Linked DNA regions of Mus musculus: region 1 is linked to region 2. A link is a contact called in public HiChIP or PLAC-seq data. All regions are on one chromosome and are shown on one strand. The core of a region is the stretch at or near the end of the contact, and the rest is flanking DNA. Distances in the headings are between cores, read along the strand shown.

Region 1 (2,752 bases), core at 178-2,677, 220 kb before region 2:
GTGTGTATGAAACTGAACTGAAAGCCAAATGCCAGACTGAGCCATTTTCTTCTTTTCTATGAATTCACACTGATCCTCCTTTGTGTGTAGAGCAGACTTGGTGTTTGCTAAGATTCAGGAAGATAGAGACATTTGCATGGAAGAAAAAGCAGGTGATTTCAAAGTGAACACTGCTGTTCTCTAGAGGTTTCTTGTTCATATTTTGGAGACATCCCTTAGCCACTTCAGCTGCCCTGTGCTGGTTATGCAACCTCCTCCAATCTTCCTTCCTTCTCACTTCCTGCTTCTCTTTCCTCAGGAGAAAAACCAAGTTATACAAAGCTCACCAGTATCATCCCTAACACACACACACGCACACGCACTCGCACACGCACACGCGTGCGCACAGAAGGCAAGCGAGCAGAGCCGTGCCAGCAGCCAGAAGAACTCAAATACCAGGAATCTCAGGGATGAGACCTGCAGGAGTGGGGCTGTTCTCTGCCCGGTTCTGTACCTGCTCTGCAACACTTAGCCACGCCAACCCACTGAGAGGACCTTGGGCAGTCAGTCAGTAAGCAAACACCCGGAGTCCTTCCCTATGCAAATAGGGCATCCTAATACGTTAAACTGAGCCAATGGGAACCACTACCCCTAAATCCCACCCCTCCCCTCATTGTTTACATAGGCCTTGTCCACATGGAATAAAGCTCTCAAGTTATTTCACAAGCATCGAGCATCGCTGAGAGCGGCATCGAGCATCGCTGAGAGTGGCTGTTTTACTGAGCTGTAACACTTGGGGAAGAGTTTTCTCTCCTCAAGGATTCCTTGCTGGACCTTGGACCTTACCCTCCTGCTTCACCCTGCCTCTGCCATCTCTGCTCCTGCTGGGGTCACTGTCACAGTAGCTGACAGAGACCCAGGACCTCGGCTACCTGCCCCATGCTGGCTGCACAAACCTGGATTCCTTTCTAAGAACTGTAACACTTCTGGTTTTCCAAACCAGACCAGATCCTTGCGGAACCTTTTTGCCCCATCTCTGCTTAGCCCTTCAGGAGGACAGCAGACCACACACACACACACACACACACACACACACACACACACACAAATTCCTCTCACTTTCCTTTTTTTCCTTTTTGTATTCAAGAACCATATGAGGTTTGGAAGTTACCATTTTTAAGAATAATTCCTTAAACACTGAAATTCTAGACCAGACCAACCTTGACCTTATCTACCCCTTACTTATTAACATAACATGTTAGAGGGGATCCTGGCAATAAATAGGCTTTCTAGTTGCTCATTCCCAGCCTCCCCACCTGCGAAATGAACATCTATTACCCCTTGCTTCACACAGCTGATGGAGGGATGAGTGAGTTGACACACACAGCTCTTAGCCCCGTGCTTGGCACACACTGCAGATTAATGTTGCCTGTTGTAGCTTGTTCCTTAGCTTCCTGTTGTGTCATCTAGGCACCAGACAAGTACCAGCACCTCCCCCAAGACTGGCTCTCCCAGCCAGCCTGAACTAATTGCTCCCTCTGGGAATTCTGGCGCTGGGCTGACACTTCCTTTTGGCAGAGAAGAATGTGAAAGTGAGTGAGACAACGCTTATATATAGTCTCTAATCTGGAGGGAAAGAGGGAAATGGGTGTGTAGGCAAAGAAATGATCTGAGGAAGGGATGGAGGAAGGAAGGGAAACAGGTGACGCAGAGCCAGCCTCGGGGCCTCAGATGTAAAGTCAGCGCTGTGAACACTGCCATCCCTTTCTCCAGACACTTTTTTAAAAAACTGTGCTTTTTTTTTTTCATTCTTTGAGGCCTTGTCATTTTTATATAGTGAATGATCTCAACATGCATATTAGTCAAGGTTCATTATGTGTATTATGAGGCGAGGAATCTACCCTAAAAAATGGGTTTTACATAATTTGGAGAAGAACTAGGGATTGAGAGAGAGGGGTCAAGAGAAAGGAGTGGAAGAGTCAAATAAAAAGCACTGAGAGAGAGAGAGAGAGAGAGAGAGAGAGAGAGAGAGAGAGAGAGTGCACTTGTGCCATGGTATATATGGAGAAGCCATCGAACAACCTTTTAGTGGATTTCGCCTGCCTCCTTGTTGACTTACGGTTTCTGTCTTTATGATTCTCCTATCTACCCCTCTCCTACCTCACTGTTGGATTTCTGGGACTACATATGTAAACCACTGTATCTGCCTTTTCAAATCCAGGTCACGAAGCTTGTGTGTTTGAACCCTCTGGGCCATTTTCACGTCCCAGACCAGGTATCTTTTTATCAGACTCCAGGGGAAAAGAATTCAGTCAACCCTGGATGCTACTAGAAGGGAGGACATTATCACCGTCCACTGTGGAGACTCTGTTGACAGCATGTAACAGTGGTGGTAGTGTATATACCCTATAGGCCAGCACTTCCCCTTCTGAACTCTAGAAAGATGCTCTCACAAGAGGACTGTGCAAGGAACTGCTTTGCCACATTGTCTATAAAATCAATTAAAACAATCTGGGTATCTGTTAATGATGAAGGAACGGGATCCTTTGAACGTTAAAGTACAAAGTAGCAAGCACAAAAGTACTCTTTTTTTTTTTTTTTTTTTTTTTTTTTTAAGTTTTGGGAATGAAGTGAGCTTCACCAAGTTGGGTAGGAGCTGAGCCATCTGTATCCCTAGCTCACAAAGCATGCACTGCAAATTTCAAAATTATCATCTGAATGAAGGAAGCAAATGACAGAATGATGTCCTCAATACTCACACGTAATAAGAGCT
Region 2 (2,795 bases), core at 214-2,713:
GAGCTTAAAGCAAAATTTCTATCCTGCTTTCTATTTTAGAGGCTAACCACCAAGCAGTTGCCAGATGTTGAAGTCATAACAAGGCTCTTTCCAGAATCTACTGAAAATCTCTTACTTCTTTTTCACGTTTTTGGTTTTTGGCTTTGAGACTGGATCTTCCCATCTAGCCCAAGACGACCTTGGTTTCACGATCCTCCTGCTCCTATCCAAGATGCTGGGATCAGAGGTGTTCAATACCATACTCAACTCTTCTTTCACCATATTATTATTTAATTTGTATATCTTATTTGTGTTTGTATACAAGAAGGGGTAGTGCTGGGGATTGAACCCAAGGCCTTGTACATCATCACCTAATGAGCTACAGTCCCATCCCGCTCATTATATTTTTCTGTCGTACTACCATATATGTACCATATGCTGAAAACATAGAAGCAATTCAACCAAGAGTATTGCCACCATCATTATTCACTGTCTTTGGCCCTTGCAATACAAAAGTGTTGAATCTCTTTACAACTTTAACCTTTGCTTTGAAAAGTATCCGTAGCAAGGATATTGGAGTCTACCGTATTTTGGTTGCTTAATCTTGGCTATTTATCTTCGGGTTCAGTTTAATCTGGAACATGAAAATTGCAGTATCGACTACAGGGAAATATCTCAAAGATTAATTCACATAAAGGGCTTAGCAGAATAGAACCTATCAGGTTGTGAAAGTTCAATAAATATTACTCAGTTAAACAATCACAAAGACTTCAAGGTATTTCCCAGGATTTAGCTATTTTTCCTACTCATTCTCAAGCTCCATTCACGCACACACTTTCCCCCTCCAGTTTCTCCTTTTGGTTGCTGAAATACAAGAGTTCCTTTCTCCTTGGAGTTTTTAACAGTGTCGACCTCCCACCCTGCTTTCCACATCCCATCCAGTGGGCAGCTCTACAGCCACTCTGGCAGTCTCTTGGACTGACTGGGTGCAACCTACCGTGTCGCTGGGGCACCACGAGGGCTAGGGAATGTCCCGGCGTGCCAGTCACCTCGTGTACCAGGTAGTCTGGCACAAGTAGGCAGACTGCAAATTCCAGTAGACGCTCTAGAATTCAGAGCAGATGACAGGCTGGGCAACAGCGCGGAAGCTGGGGGAGCAAGAGTGGGCGGGGTCATGCGACGCTAAAGAACAGGCTTGAAGTGCTCTGGTACTGCGGACTGAACTTACGCAGCCGTCGCCGGAGTGGGGACCCTGCTCAGTGAAGAGAAGCGGGCCAGCCGAGGAAGCAGAGTTCGGCGGCGAGGGGCGGGGCCAGCTGAGGTAGGCGGATCTCTGGCGGGGCGGGCCGGGGCCGGCTGAGGTAGGCGGATCTCTGAGACGCTGGGTGGAGCCGGCTGAGGTAGGCGGATCTCTAGGCAGTGGGGCGGGGCCGGCAGGAAAGGCGGATCTTTCAGGCGCCGAGAGTAGCGTGCCTGGGCGGAGCCACCGCAGAGAAGGCCCCTCAATGGGCCGGCTAGAACCCAGGACCGGCGCGGCAAGGCGTGCCCGGAGCAGGAGGAGGTTCGCACAGGACGATCTGATCCTACTAGGATTTGGTCGGCCGCGCTCAGTTCCTCAGCTCGGGTGGCTCTGGTGGAGTCTGCGCGATGGGCGACCCGGAAAGGCCGGAAGCGGCCAGGCCGGAGAAGGGTGAGGTAAATGTCGCAGTCGCTTCATCCTCCACCCCTGGGTCACGCCCGGACTTTAGGTTGCTGCGAGTCAGTCGCAGGTCCGCTGTAGAGTAGTATTTTATTCGTCGCCGTCAGAAACACTGTGCAGGCCGAAAGGAAGCGCCCTCACCTCAGGCTAGTGTTGGGGAGTCGGGAAGGGCGAGCATGGACGCTGTGCTGCTCTGCTCAGGGCGGAGCAGGAACACTCAGGTCCCGGCTGAGGAAGTCTCCGTGTCCCCTTGTTCTCCAACCTCTGCTCTCCAGTCTTTCTTTTCTTGTCGGGAGCCCTGGCGGGTGAAAAAGGGCTGTGACGGATCTACGCAAGAGAGGTGAACCATCAGATGCAGTTGAGGAACTCGTGTGGAAACTGATGCAGGTGGATGAGGGGAGGAGATGACAGGTGAAGGGAGGACGAGAAACCCTTACAACGAATAAAAGACTGGGAGACCAGTTTTCCTCACACCGAACTTCTAACTGAATCTTCGGGGTGTCTCTTCATTTCAGTAGTGGAAGTGTTTCTTCCTTCACAAAGAATGAAGTGCTTTATGCAAAGTGTTTAATAAATCTAAAATTAACCCGTGCTAGCAGAAAGAAGTATGTAATAAGAGCAAACAAAAATTATACGGCTTTATAGTAATGTAAGTTGTTACTGTGTAATTCCAACTCCACATTTTGGAGACAAATATTCTAAACCATCTGGAATACAAGTAATACTTTTTTTTTTTTTTTTTTTTTTTTTTTTGGTATGTGAGCCTGTTTCTCTTTGTGGTGTCTTGAAGTTAATACTGTGGCAAGTTGGAAGGGGCCATAAAAGTTTGAGCCCACATATATTCATGCTTATACTGGCATTTCTAGACAAAGATGGAGGTTCTAAGTTGATTTTTATTCTGTAATCGTTTAATAATAAATTATGTCTATCCCTTAATTTTCCCCTTGAAACAAAGATACTCAGCACCAATTTCTCCTTTCCGGCAATATTTAGACTTCTCTGGTTTGCCAATGACACCAGGAATCATTCTGGCTTAACACCTGAAAGTTAACTTTTAAAAAAAAAAATTACTTTTAATTCATAAAGACAGAGCAAAGGTTTAGACCTAGAATAAATT

Evidence for each region. HiChIP or PLAC-seq counts read pairs in DNA pulled down with a chosen protein or histone mark.
Region 1: a contact with region 2 is called in an H3K4me3 HiChIP or PLAC-seq map of bone marrow-derived macrophages, with 5 times the contacts expected there. The contact joins the enhancer-like site here to the promoter of Rrm2b in region 2. A contact is called at or near these places in 3 of 39 promoter capture datasets (the 3T3-L1 cell line, 3T3-L1-derived adipocytes and stem cell-derived epiblast-like cells), 2 of 484 Hi-C or Micro-C datasets (the N1E-115 cell line and the NIH/3T3 cell line), 3 of 115 datasets of contacts at active chromatin or transcription factors (bone marrow-derived macrophages, embryonic stem cells and pancreatic cancer cells) and 3 of 9 other capture datasets (adipose tissue, liver and pancreatic islet).

What each region holds. Positions count from the first base shown.
Region 1 is chr15:38,175,311-38,178,062 of GRCm38.p6, reverse strand. No RefSeq gene overlaps it. Among named protein-coding and RNA genes, the nearest start is that of Gm35167, 23 kb to the left of the region's middle. Within about 2 kb of position 1,427, at least 49 of the 459 cell types and tissues checked have an H3K27ac peak or open chromatin away from gene starts, as enhancers often do. A contact at or near this core is called in the N1E-115 cell line and the NIH/3T3 cell line, where this site is marked.
Region 2 is chr15:37,959,723-37,962,517 of GRCm38.p6, reverse strand. It overlaps Rrm2b (ribonucleotide reductase M2 B (TP53 inducible)), which reads left to right and starts at 1,463. Exons shown (of 9, transcript NM_199476.1): 1 at 1,463-1,674. The coding sequence starts at 1,627. It overlaps Gm49085 (a long non-coding RNA gene), which reads right to left and starts at 1,360. Exons shown (of 2, transcript XR_003951596.1): 1 at 977-1,360.